2 separate regions of the Anas platyrhynchos genome follow, and region 2 is linked to region 1. Evidence: chromatin contacts called from public Hi-C data. All regions are on one chromosome and are shown on one strand. The core of a region is the stretch at or near the end of the contact, and the rest is flanking DNA. Distances in the headings are between cores, read along the strand shown. Region 1 overlaps EIF2AK3 (eukaryotic translation initiation factor 2 alpha kinase 3). Region 2 holds the start of SUCLG1 (succinate-CoA ligase GDP/ADP-forming subunit alpha).

Region 1 (6,548 bases), core at 1,603-4,102:
AGTCATAAACCAGTGCAGCTGTGCAGACACCACCTCCCTATACATATACTTGAAAAAAATATATTTATAAATATATATTTATATATTATATTTTTATTTATATGTATATATATGTATTTTTAAATACATATTTTTTCAATATATAAAAACATATATTCAATATATAAGTGTATTGAAAAAAGGCAGACAATAAATCAGTTCAGACACGTGAACTAGTAGCCTTACAGTGTGTGTGTGTGACCTGAAAAACCTCTAAAAGTTTATGGGAGGGCTATCTCTATGCTGCTATGATTTATTTTTTTTAATGTGGAACAAAGTGATTACGTTCTCCTTCCCTGATTCGTTTGTGCAAACTCCTGTTTCCACCCTTTACAGCAAAGCTGCTATAATTGGCTCCTAATGTTGCCTAGACAAATTTTAGAGGGGCTTAGAGACAGTTCTCACTGGGAAGTAGCTCTCAGAGCATACCCAATGTGGGCTTTGATCTTGTTTGTGATTACATCTACAATAAGATTACTGTAACAGACAAAAAAAAGGCACCCTTATCACATAAGATCATATAGGTTAGTCTGAGCTAATTAGTAACTGGAATAAAGCTCTTACAGGAGTGATATCTCATGATAAGAGTAAGTTTTGAAAACCACAAGCTGAAGGGTTAGAAAAACAAAGACTTAACGCTTCCTATTCTAAGGGAAGGATTTGATCTCTGCTTAGTTATTTCTTGGAGTTACTGGAAAGTCCAGCACAGCTGAAAACAATATTAACTGTTATGGCATCATTTTTTTCAGCTCTCTGTAGGTGAGCGTGCTTGGTATTTTGTATGGTAAGGATCGTTAGGTATGGGAAATGAATGTTATGCTTGCTGTTAAGCAGCTCGGGGAAGCTTTTTGATCTCTGTTTACACGATGCTTTTTTTTTTTCCCCCTACAACAAATCAGCAGCTTTCCTCCTGCATCGAAGCAACCTGTCGTGGAAGCTCTCGTGCGCTGCCCTCCTTTCCAGCAAAGAGTCTAGACAGCAAATTCCCTGGTAGCGTATGCCATTTCGGATCGTTCCGCCTTTTGGCTTTTTTGTCAAGGCTTTTTAGAAACTGCATTACCTCACCCGTCGGCCTGGAGATTGAGCAGCCAGCGCCGCTGATAGGCCTGCAGCACCCTGCGCCGAGCCAATGGAGAACTTCAGCTTCAAACTCTTTAATGAGCAAAAAAGAGCAGCGTCTCGTTTAGGGCTCGCTAGTTAATGTAGGGCTTTTTTTTTTTTTTTTTAATCTAAGTGTTACTTCTGAAAGACAAGCCACTTAACAATTATGTGCCATATTGCTGACCGGTGAAGCTGAACAAATAGCTATTTACATTGACAGATCAGAGGAATGTGTAAGTGCATCGTGGTAACCTACATTTTCTGTGCCAAGAGATTTGCAGCTGACTGCCTGGGTGACTCACTCCTCGGATTAGCAGATGAGGTAATGCTGTAGAGATACGGGGTGATGTCATTCCTCTACCTGAGCTGCATGCCGATGCTGCTGGCTGCTACTTTCAAGGAAAGTCCCTTTGCTGCTTCTCAGGTGCTGGATTTGCTAAGAATTGATATTGTTGCTGTGCTTTAAAGCCTCTGCGCTGATAACCACACTTGTGAAAGGCAGTGGCGTGTCCACAAATGCCTTTTTGTTGTGTGTACACCTGAGGTAGGCACATGTGCACACTTGCCTCATTCTTCAGCTACAATAGAGCTATTTTAGTTAGAGAGGAGCTCTGTGGCAATTAGGTACAGTCCCCTGCCAGAGCCATGTCCTGCAATCCCATTTATGAATATCTTCATCTAGGAAGAATTATTCAGTTTTGCCTCTGTTCCTCCATTTGATGTGAAATACCCCACTTGTGATGGTTACTAACTGAAATGTCTAGCTTACATTTACCTGTTTTCATTTGAACCCCATCCATTCTTCCTCCAGCGTTGTCCTTCAGCACTACAGCTCTTCCCACTCCCTGCACTTGCTTTCCTGATGTGTCCACCCACAGCAGTTGTGTCTTTTCTCAGCCTTTCCTTCCCAATGTCACGCAGGACGTGCTGCTCCCAAGGTTGGGAGCAGGGGCAGGTGATCAGCAGAGCTCACCGGAGCCGTCTCGTCTGTCACTTGCAGCTGATGGGGACGGAGGCTGTATCAGATGAGCTGTTAGTGCCCTACTCCTGGGAAATTCTTGAAGATGAGCAAGGCATCACCCTGATTGACTCACATCTTGGGAGCGTACTTCCATGGGGGGAATTTGGGTTTTGTATTCCCAGAAAGGGCTGACGTTTTGCCATTTTCTGGAAATTTTCCCTAAGATTTGCTGGTCAGGCCTTGGAGACAGAGCTTTGGGATGAGGAGCCTGCACAAATGCATGGCAATGAGTGTGGTGCTCAAAAAGTGCTCAGCCCTTGCTGTTGTGGCTTTCAGGAAGCTTATCTAAAAGCTGGGACCCACAAGTAGCTATCTGGCTACCAGCAGCACCACGTAGTTTGCCCAGGCTGTATGAATTCAGCTGGCTGGTAGCCCAGCAGAACTTCTTCTGGATCCTCCTGGGAAGCTGGGTTTAGGTCCTTGCCGAACCATGCACAGGAAGAAGCCATATGGAGGATTTATTAATGTAATCTGCACAGGCTCTAAGTTTTGGTTTGTAACTATTATGCATTTCTGAAAGAATATATTACGAAAAAACACTTTATCATATTGCTCTGCTGTGTTGAATGTTTTAGCAAAATTCTCCAGCTTGGTCAAAGCTGCAAGTTTGGCGCCGACTTCTTCTGTTGTTGAACTGTTTTCCATGATCTGTATGTCTTTGTTCTGAAGATCACAAGGCTGCTCTTGAATGTGAACGTTTATGTAAACCTTGTTTGCTTTATTTTTCCACTAATCATGTGATTTCTACGAATGACCCTGTGCACAAATGTTTGCTTTTGTTTTATTTCTGGAAGTGTGTGTATAGAGCCATGTGTATGTAGGTGTATATCCCCTCCACCCCCATATGGGAGGCTGTGAGAGCTGTGATGCACAAGAAATGCTGCATTACAGTGTCTCTTCCAACATGTTTTGGCCTCTTTTGTTGTAAGGTAAATATCTGGGAAGGAAAGAAAACACTTCATTTAGCTTTGCAAAGAACTTCGTGGCTACTTAAGGGCTTGCTTTTATTATCTCTTCAGTTACACGTTGTGATCCTGAGAATAATTTGTAACTGTCAGTTGTCATGAGGCTTTCCAAAACCAGAAAGTACTGGTCTTGGATCCTTAGGGACCCTGGATACAGTCACCAGCATTATCAGGTAATTCACCTGAAGTTTCTCTCTGAATCACATGTACCAAACAGTGTAAGAGAGATTAGTCATGACATGCACACACTTACAAGACCTGACTTTCTCACCCTGTTTATGTGAATCTCAACTTTGGTAATCCTGTTTGCTTTTCTGTGACCCAGTGCAAATAGCAAGTCTCATCCTAGAGACTTTAATCACGCAGAAGTTGTGGTTTCAGATCTTCACTTAAGAAGAAACCTTCTGGATCTATTTGTATGGCTGTGCACTACAAATCTGTGCCTTGCAGTTTGGCAGGAATATGTTTTTTTTGAAGTGACTAACACATATTTACTAGAACTAGAATTTAAATCCAGATCCCTTACACATTACAACATAATTACATTAAATTATAAGGTACTGCCTGAATGGGCAGAGGGTCTAAAAAACCGTTAACATCTTCCATGTTAATCCATATCCTCAAAAGCCAAGATCATATGGATTATAGTTTCTTACTGTACATGATGGACACAGCCACCGTGGCTCCACGGTATTAGTTATGGTCTGTGATGCTGATAATGAGTTCCTTAATAAGTCCCTTAGTACTCATTGACAATGACTCATCCTTCCGAGTGAGGATCTCCTTGAAAAATCTGTGTAATGGATGAAACTGGATCCTGGTGAAAAAATCTTGACCTATTGTGCCTTTTAAGGAAAAGCCAGAGAGTATTAAAGGAAATGTATATAAACAAAATTAAAAAAAAATCTGGGGAGGAGAAGTTTGATTGAACCGTCTGAAAAGGCAAAAATGAAACGTGAGCTCTGATGTCAGTCATAATTGCTCTGCCTGCTTTAAAGGAGGATGGATATTCTGGTGTAGTCATTAACTGCAAAAGAGTACGCACACAGTGTCAGCTCTTATTTTACAACAAAATTCAGTCTTCTGACTTGGAGTGAACGGTTGATTGTGTGTTTAGAAGTAGATCAGCTGTGGTGAGGGGTGGAAAAAGGTGGAACTTCACCTAAAATGCCACTGTCTTGAAACTTAGCACCATCACAAATAACATGCAGTACTTGCTTCCCAACTAGTGACTGTTCAGTCTCTTCAGGAATGTTTCTCCTTTTACATTTGCTGCAGTTTGGATTACCATAGAGACACAGAATGTTTGGGTTGGAAGGGACCTTAAAGCCCATCCAATTCCAGCCCCCTGCCATGGGCAGGGACACCTCCCAGCAGCCCAGGCTGCCCAAAGCCCCATCCAGCCTGGCCTTGAACAAGAATACACAACTGTAAAGGAAGATGCTGGAATATAAAGCACTGTACTGGCTCATACAATGCTTCATTTTGTATTTGCCGTCTGTATATATTTCACTAAAAATGCGTTCAGATGCTACCTAATGTTCTCTTGAATTCTTGTAGGTATTTGGGAATAAGATGATAATTCCTTCCTTGGATGGGGACCTTTTCCAGTGGGATCGGGATCGAGAGAGCATGGAGGCAGTTCCTTTCACAGTGGAATCTCTTCTTGAGTCTTCCTACAAGCTGGGCGAGGATGTTGTCTTAGTTGGGGGAAAGTCCTTAACAAGCTATGGGCTGAGCTCATACACGGGGAAGGTAAGAGCCTGAAAAGTTGCCTTGTCATTGTTTCTAGCACTGTGTTGCCAAAAGGCTGCTCTTAAGATTTAAACTTCACTATGGCTCTAGTGTAAAACTGCACAGCACAAAAAAGTAGAAGCTGAATTTCTTGGGAAACAAACGCAGCAGGCTGGAGTGGTGGTGATATGGCTGAGAGCATCACTGCAGTGTCCTCTTGTCTCCTCTTGAGCTTCTGCCCTGTCCCTTCTGCTTTAACACTTGCCCCTGGCTGGGCCGATGCAACTAACAGCTAACCCAGCACAAAACTAACCCAATCAAAAGTGAATGCTTTTCTGTTAGGTTAGCAAATTTAGTCAGCTCAGCCAGGGGTTGGGAGAGTGCCAGAATCAGCACAAAGGAATAGGGGGGTTGTGACTAGAGGTGAGTGAGGGGAAAAAGAAAGAAATGACCCTTTGCTGTTGAAATGGAAGACTTCAGCTTAATTTTATATATTTATCTAGCTCTGCCTGAAGTAGACTTTGCAGTTCAGCTTACTGAATATCAAAGAGTTTTAGATGATGCATGTTTTTTTAACACTTCTAGATTTTAATCTTTTCACAACTAATGGGGTATCTGGTTGAAAACAAGAAAACATTCAACATACATAAGCACTTGAGGTTTGTAGTTGTTGCCAGTAAGTGTGCTCCCTCTTAGAAGTTCCCCTTAACTTCTGCATATGAGTTTAAAATTTAATTTGAAAACTACTTGCTATCTGACTGGTATTTTCTTCTGAAATCCACTGGTTAATAGTTGTATATTTTTAAAAGCTAAAAGCACAGGAATTCGTTACATCTGAGTTCTGGACTTTGACCTTCTTTTCTTCTTCCTTTTATGTCAAATATTATTAAAATGCTCGTAGACACTGTGCAGTGAAGAACAGACATTTGCTAAATCAGAAAAAGTGCATCTTTAAAATGGGTAAAAAGAAAAATGATGTTTTTTAAACTTTAAACTTCCAGTGTTTGCTTTCAACAAAATCAGTTTGTGCATTTTGATCAGATGTTGTCATATAGAAGACTTTTATTGCGTTGTGTACAGTGATCACTAGTGATAAAGAGTCTAGATCCAAAGCAAGAGTTTATGAAATTATTTTGATTTTCACACTGATAGCAAAGGCACTGTACCAACAGACTGCTCTTCCCCACACTGTTCAGGAAGTGGAAATTTCGGTTTTTGCTTTGATTCCAGGCTCATGCTTACAGTAGCAGAGGTGCTGCATGCAGGAAATAGTGCCTTGTTGAGAGTTTGGGCAGTCTGTCTTTGTCAATTTGGCATCAGTTCAGATTTCCTGAAAGCGTGTCCAGCTTTTTTCAATACACAAATGCCAATAAAATCCAAACTGTTAGAGATCAGGACTATTGCAAGGTCTGTGTGACTGTGAATTAATGAGGTTTTTTTCCTCATTTTATTAGCTGAAAGATAAAGTGGGATGGTTCTGCTGTATTGTATATAAATCAATAGTTCTTCATTTGAAGTTTATAATAGAGTTATGCTGAGGCAGATACGGAATGAAAACAGAATTATGCCAGGAGCCTACTTGTAGAAAACTTGGAGAAATTATCTATGTCCATAGACACAGTGAAAAAAGAGTTGCATTTTCTGTCACAAGTAGAACACACAAAGAATAGTCAAATAAATATATAATT
Region 2 (6,548 bases), core at 1,913-4,412, 58 kb before region 1:
ACAAGACTCCCTAGAGCTACAGGCACGAATCCAAGTCAAAGTGCTTCCTTCTTGCCCACGCTTATCGTGGAGGAAGCACCTGAAGGTGCTCACAAAATGAGCACAATATAAAAGCAAGGTAAGGCAGCAGAGATTCCTTTCCGCAAGGCCCTGAGCAGACACCTCCACTGTCAGAAGATGGACAGGTAATAAATGAAATTGTCCCTCTACTGCTCCTTGAAATACCCTAAGGGCCTGGAGATGAAGGAAGATAATCCTTTTCCTATTACCTGTGGAAGGTAAGAAAGCCTTAGAAAATACACAGGCTCCAATACAAACAGGGAAAATGAACTCTAGGGTAGGGAAAGTCAGGGAGGAGTCAAGTACAAAGTCTGCAAGGCAAAATGCTCAGTTGTTTTTTCTTTTTTTTTTTTTCCCCCACACATACACCCCTCACTTTCCATCAGTTCCAAACCTTCAATTTGTTTCTGAAAAATCCTCCCAATATTTCAAACGCTGTTTAGTTTGCCTCGTTATGACCATCTCCTTTCTCCTCCCTCTGCCTACAGACACGTGGCCTGGAGGCCAAAGTACCACAGCAAATTTTAGAGTTTGCTGACTCGAAGTTTGATATTAAAAGAAGATTTGACACAGTTCCTCATCCCAGTCCTTCCTTCAATTGTGATGATCCCGATCAGGCCATACGTGCACATTCACACACGTGGTTGTATCCTGGACAATCCTTCCCCAAACCTGTCTAAATTCATCCTGAAAGGTATCGGTTGCACTAGTAGAAGATGATCCCCGGTGACAAAGAAGTTTTCATGCTGTTGAGGGATTGCCAAAATATCTTACTCCTGGTCTTAAGAGGATTATGAGCTCAGGGAAGGATTTCCAGCTATTGGTACCCAGCCTCTTTTCTCTCACCCTTTCCTTGCCAAATTCCTTTTAATTAAGGAAAAAACAATTCACAAACATGGCATAGGAGTTGAGGAATTAAGTAAATTAACCAGTCTATAAAGGAGAGATGTAATGACTATGTAACAACAACTATGTTACACAAAAGTAAGCTGACGACAAGTGACAATTAGAAAAATTTCAGTCCTTTCAACACCTCTCTCTCACCTAAGCAAAAATCCCCGCTTACTGCCACGGACATCACAGTAAACATGACAGCATCTGAAAGAAAAGCTTTCTTCTCCTAATTTATGAAGTTGAAACTGCAGGACCATGTGGAAATAGGCACACTGTGTTCCGCACGGATTACGTTCTTCTAAGACAATAAACTTTTTCCCAAGTACACTCTGCTAAGCCTTCAGCTAAGGGTCTGCGAGCTTGCACAAAAGCAACAAACAAATTCTTCAGTGTGCATCGTGATTTCTGCAGCACTTCTTTGCCAGGATTATTCACAAAATTTACTTTGGTTATTTAATCTAAGAGCTCTCCAAAGCCTTCCAGCTCGCCCAGAACATTCAAAAATCCTGACTCTCCAGCGATAATTAAGATAAGCTTAAGTCTTGGTCCATAAGCGAGCAGCGCTTTGAGCTGACCTTTGAGCAAGCCCTCACCACTCATTAACATATTGCATAGCATGTTTTCACAAATTCCTGAACTGAAACTTACCGATACACACCCTGCAGGCTTGCTTCAGCAGTGTACCAACAAGAACAGATGCACTCTTTTGCAACAGAAAACACTAGAAAGTCACTGCTTTAAATTGCCACTAAGAGGAGATGTTAATTATTTGTTACTGGGACTGTTGCATGAACGAAGTCCAAACTTAATAAATTAAAAGACTGCCCAAACCTTAATAATATCAAACCAAAAACTGTTTCAAATGAAGAAATATTCCTTCTTACAGGACTTTCTTAAAAGAGTTTATGAACTGCTGCTGCAAGCAGAACACTTCCTGAAACACTGAGTCCACCTCTTCCCCTTAACCCACAAAAGCATCTTAAGCACTCTTCCCTAATCTCTTGCTGCACACAAGATTACTTTTGCTAGGAGCATAAATTAAACTGAAGTGTAGGTGCTACACTGTCATCTCCACCAGCACCAACCTGCATTAGACTCAGGGGAGCCAGCTCAAAGAGCTGCCTGGCAGAGTCAGCCCCACGGGAAGGGGTTCAGGAAGGGGTACAGCTTCCTTCCTACTCATGCTCATGGGCGACAAGAGGTGGGAAGGGATGCCTGGGGGACAGTGGGTGCGCCACAGGAACAACTTGGACCAGCTGAAAATGTCGTGAGATCGTGTCCTGAGTCCCTGACCTGCATGTTACCATAGGAAGCACAAGCTTTGCTTGCACAGAGATCCAGTGAAATTTATGAAGTTTAACTTTGCCCACTTGCTGTCAGCTGTCAGATCCCTGATGAAAACACCTTTTCCTCAGCTGAAATTCCAAGAAAAACCTCTTGTGCCTAGGCATGCCCACACCAATTCCTGAAGAGAACGCAGCATTAACTGCACAAAATAAGAACGAAGAAAAACACTTAGTTTAATTTACTGTGATATTATTATATCACACCAACCCCTATAAAAGCTTTCGAGCTGACGTTTTAGCTGCAGATTGCTTTGGTTCTCTGTACTTAAAGGCTAACGCTGTTACTCCTGACAACACAGACAACTTCATCGGGTCATGCTGAAGTCTCAGAACAACTCAGGGCCCTCGAGAGGCCTCTAACCCAAAGAACCACTCAAAGTGACCTGACCCAACCCCACCACCACACTCCTCGAGGAGCTCTGCGCATTACCAGAGATGAAACCTCCCTGGCTCCCCACCCAGTGTCCAACACCCCCCACAGGGCACACCCTTCATCCCCAAGGATCTCCCTCACCCCTCAACGACCCCCCAAAACCCCTCCTCACCCCCAAACCCCATTCCCGTGCCCACTCCCCCGCATCCCCGCGGCCTAGCCCGGGGGGGGGGGGGAGCAGGCCTCGGCGGCTGAGAGCGGCTCCCAGGAACCGGGAGGGCCCCGGAGCACCTCAGGGGAGGGTTGTGGGGTCCCGGGGGAGCGGTACTCACGGCGGAGGAAGCGGCCGAGGAGCCGGGCGGTGTGGCAGTGAGCCATCGTCCCCTCACAAGGACACCCGGCCCGCAGGCCCCGCTCGCCGCCTCAGCACTGCCCGCCCCGGCGGCGCGCGGGGGGTTGTGGGGGTTGTAGTCCGTCAGGCTCCTCATACTCATTCCACGCTACTTTTTAGCTCCTAAATTGTGATACATTCAGCCCAAAAAATGAGTTCTGATGGGTGTCTGCAGGTGGGCATTAGAAGATGTCCCGGTACACTGCTAGGTCAGCAGCTGAGGAGAAAGGCGCGCTGCCTACGCAGGGGTTACTCTTTTGTCGTGGCTGTAGCCACCAGTACAAAAATAAGTAATATTTTTCAGGGAAATGCTTCAGTAAACAACATAAGACACGTACATCTTCGTTGGTGAACTAATAAAATGTTCCTCTCTACATAACAGACCTCATATGTTACTAATTTTCAGGGCTCAATGTGTGGGAATGCGGCAGAGCTCACGTCCCAACCGCACCAAGGAAATTTTTTAGTAAATCAGTAATTCAGTAAATATAATCACAGAAGGATTTCGGTTGGAAGGAACCCTAAAGCACAGCCCAGTCCAACCCCTCACCACAGGCAGGGACACCTCCCAGCAGCCCAGGTTGCTCAAAGCCCCATCCAGCCTGGCCTTGAGCCCCAGGGATGGGGCAGCCACGGCTCCTCTGGGCAGCCTGTTCAGTACCTCACCACTAAAAATTGTGTCTTCAGGAGGGAGAGAGAAGTTGTTCTAGAATTGCATGGAGAGCAGAATTCTAGAATTCTAGAATTCTGGAGAGCAGAAAACCAAATGGAACAAGCAGAACCCCAGCTATTTCTAAGCCACCCCCCTGGGCTTGCTGAGGCAGGTCACAGGCAGGCCTGTCCCAAGGGTCAGAAGAGTCCCTGGCCTGTCAACAGGGGGATCTGAAGTTTTAACCCCAAATAAGTTATACAGTGGGTTATTCTTTCTGTTATGCGGAGATACATAGCATCACAAGTCTATTGGACACCAATTTAAAATAATGCAGGCATGAAGTCAAAAATGTGGCCACTGCAACTTTTGCACAGTTTTAGTGGGACTGTAAAAAGTGAAGGGTATTGTGGGTTTGTTTTGTTTTGTTTTCCAAACCTGAGTAGCATAAACATCTCTTTAGTCAAAACCTGAATGCCTGTAGTGTCTTTTGAGTATTAATATTCATGTATAATCAAAAAGTCATTACCACTCCAACAGTAAAGTTTCAAGGTACTGAATCCAGCTGTACAATATTTAATTGGCCAGAAGCTCTTGGAAGTGGGTTTGTTCCCGTCAGAGCACACTCTGACCCACTAATATTAATTTAGTTAATTTAATCAACTACATAGAAAGAAACCATTCAGCCAAGGGAGAAACAATACAGCAATTAGCAACACTCGGGTGGCAATGACTGGGGCTCCCTTACACAGTTCAGAACAGAATGAATTTTAGCTCAGAGGGGGGTAGCCAAAGGATTAAAAACAACTGTGGGATTTAATCTACAAACAATGCTTTTCAGGCACTGCAGAAAGATCAAATGTCAGGTAGGCGGTGGGGTCTCTCCCTAATGCATTTTGAAATGAGCAACTTCATTATAAGAGCAACACGGATCTTGGAGCTGAACCTTGTGAAAATCACACACCCAGGGACTGAATCCTAGAAAACATTTTTCTTGCTGTCTTACTCAGAGTTGGGAGTTAACTTTGTTTGAAAGCACTTCTTCATGATCCTAAACACAGGGTGTTCTGCCACATATCCATCTGCAGCGGACCAGACCTTCAGATCGCAAAAAAAAAAAAAAAAGGATCATAAGGATCATGTTAATGTTTACCCACATGGGAGCTCTAGCAGTAGCCTAAGATAAAAACACAGTGTCTGATAACCGTTTTCCGTTCCTAGATCTTTAGATGAAAAGGAGTTTCACTGCGTGAACAAATTCAACTGGTTTTGGTGCTCCCTTAAAACTTATTGTTAAAATAGTTTTCATTTTTTCATTTACATCGTGGCTGGGCAGATAAGGGCCCTAGCTGTGGTGCTAGTGGTCTGCACACTTCCTTGGGACCATCATGGAAACCACTCAATCTCTCCCAGCCTTGATTTCTCCTCTCTAAGAAAAGACAATGCTAATGCTTTGTTTGCTTGCATCATCAGCTAAAAATGTCCAATGCAAATAAAACACCAACCCCTTAAATATCTGGATTTACCAGCTCTAAGAGCAGCAAAAACACATTTTGGTTTTTGTTTTTTTCAGGGTGCCCTGTTTACACCCCAGGCCCTAGACCTGATGTTATTCCACACAATGAACACAGACTGCTTTGAGTTCTGGCACCTAGGTCTAATTTTCACCTGCACCAAACGCCCGTGTCTCTTTCCATGAAGCCTCGATGGAAACTGTAACTGCCTGCCAGGCTTAGCCTTCTCCATCCCCACAGGTAACTCACCCCTCAATACACAAAGCAGTCCCTTTTCCCTATGTATATTTTCATGCGTGGATCCATGTATCTCCTTTTCTGTGTTTCAGGAGATGTCTAAACTGCTTGTGGGCTGGCATCTAGTGCAGCTTGAGCTGCTGTGCAGCACCCCATCCAGCTTCTTCCTGCCTCTCCAGAAACACCTGGGTTTCCTTTCAGTCCTGTATCCAATTAGCCAGTCCTCTACAGATGTCACAGAAACCGTAGTGCATCCTACATGGCATCAGACACCTATATTTAGGCACCTAATGTGAACCTTTGCTGCCAGAATGGTATGCAGCTAAGGAGGAAATTCAGGTCCTGTGTGGCAGGTGAGTACATGTGTGCTGTCCCAGGTCTCGTTGTGCCAGAGGAGACCTATGCCAGCACTTACCTCTGAGATAAGGGTCAATTTGGGGCTCTGGTCAAGGTTGCACCAATGTTTTGGTGCCAACACGAAACCTGCTCCATCGCTGTCCACCCAGCTGCTCTAGGAGTGCAGCCCCTTACACCACAAGCTTTGTGGTGACCTTAACCCCAGGCTCAAATCCTTTGGGATGATGGCAGGGGTCACACACTCTATCTGTATGTTAAACTCAGATATATAAAAAAACATATGGTTGTACTCAGCCTAGTAGCCATATGAACAATACAGTCAGTAAAGCCAGAAAATGGCCTTTATGGGCAAATACTTCATGGCATAAAATATACCATTGGCTTTCTACTCAGAATCAGCTTTGTCTGCTAGTGCTGGCCAGGGTTAAAAGGTTCGCCTTCAGCTCTGCTCTTCCCATCACGCAGCTCCTTCCTATGCAGACCTGCCACCCACCCTGTGATCAGCATTTCTTTGACAAAAGCAGGTTCTAGCAGGAAAGGTTTAGCAAGAAGGCCATCCTTTGAGCCTTTATTTTGGGAATTGCTAAAGCAGGGACAAGCTGGCTTAGCAATCTCCATCTGGTTTAACCTTTACTCACATCAGTGGTGACACCAGATTGACATGCCTTGCACCAGCTGATGTTTGGTCACTGGCTCCCATTCCTAACTCTCCAAAATAGCCCCACTG

The links. A called contact is a pair of places that touch in the nucleus more often than the background predicts.
Region 2: a Hi-C map of skeletal muscle shows a contact between it and region 1, with 1.8 times the contacts expected there. The contact joins the promoter of SUCLG1 here to the enhancer-like site in region 1. A contact is called at or near these places in 2 of 8 Hi-C or Micro-C datasets (skeletal muscle and subcutaneous adipose tissue).

Annotation. Positions count from the first base shown.
Region 1 is chr4:74,224,320-74,230,867 of IASCAAS_PekinDuck_T2T, reverse strand. EIF2AK3 (eukaryotic translation initiation factor 2 alpha kinase 3) reads left to right here. Exons shown (of 17, transcript XM_027455765.3): 3 at 4,687-4,881. Among named protein-coding and RNA genes, the nearest start is that of EIF2AK3, 18 kb to the left of the region's middle. Within about 2 kb of position 2,852, at least 2 of the 8 cell types and tissues checked have an H3K27ac peak or open chromatin away from gene starts, as enhancers often do.
Region 2 is chr4:74,282,866-74,289,413 of IASCAAS_PekinDuck_T2T, reverse strand. It overlaps SUCLG1 (succinate-CoA ligase GDP/ADP-forming subunit alpha), which reads right to left and starts at 3,162. Exons shown (of 9, transcript XM_027455769.3): 1 at 3,006-3,162. The coding sequence starts at 3,051.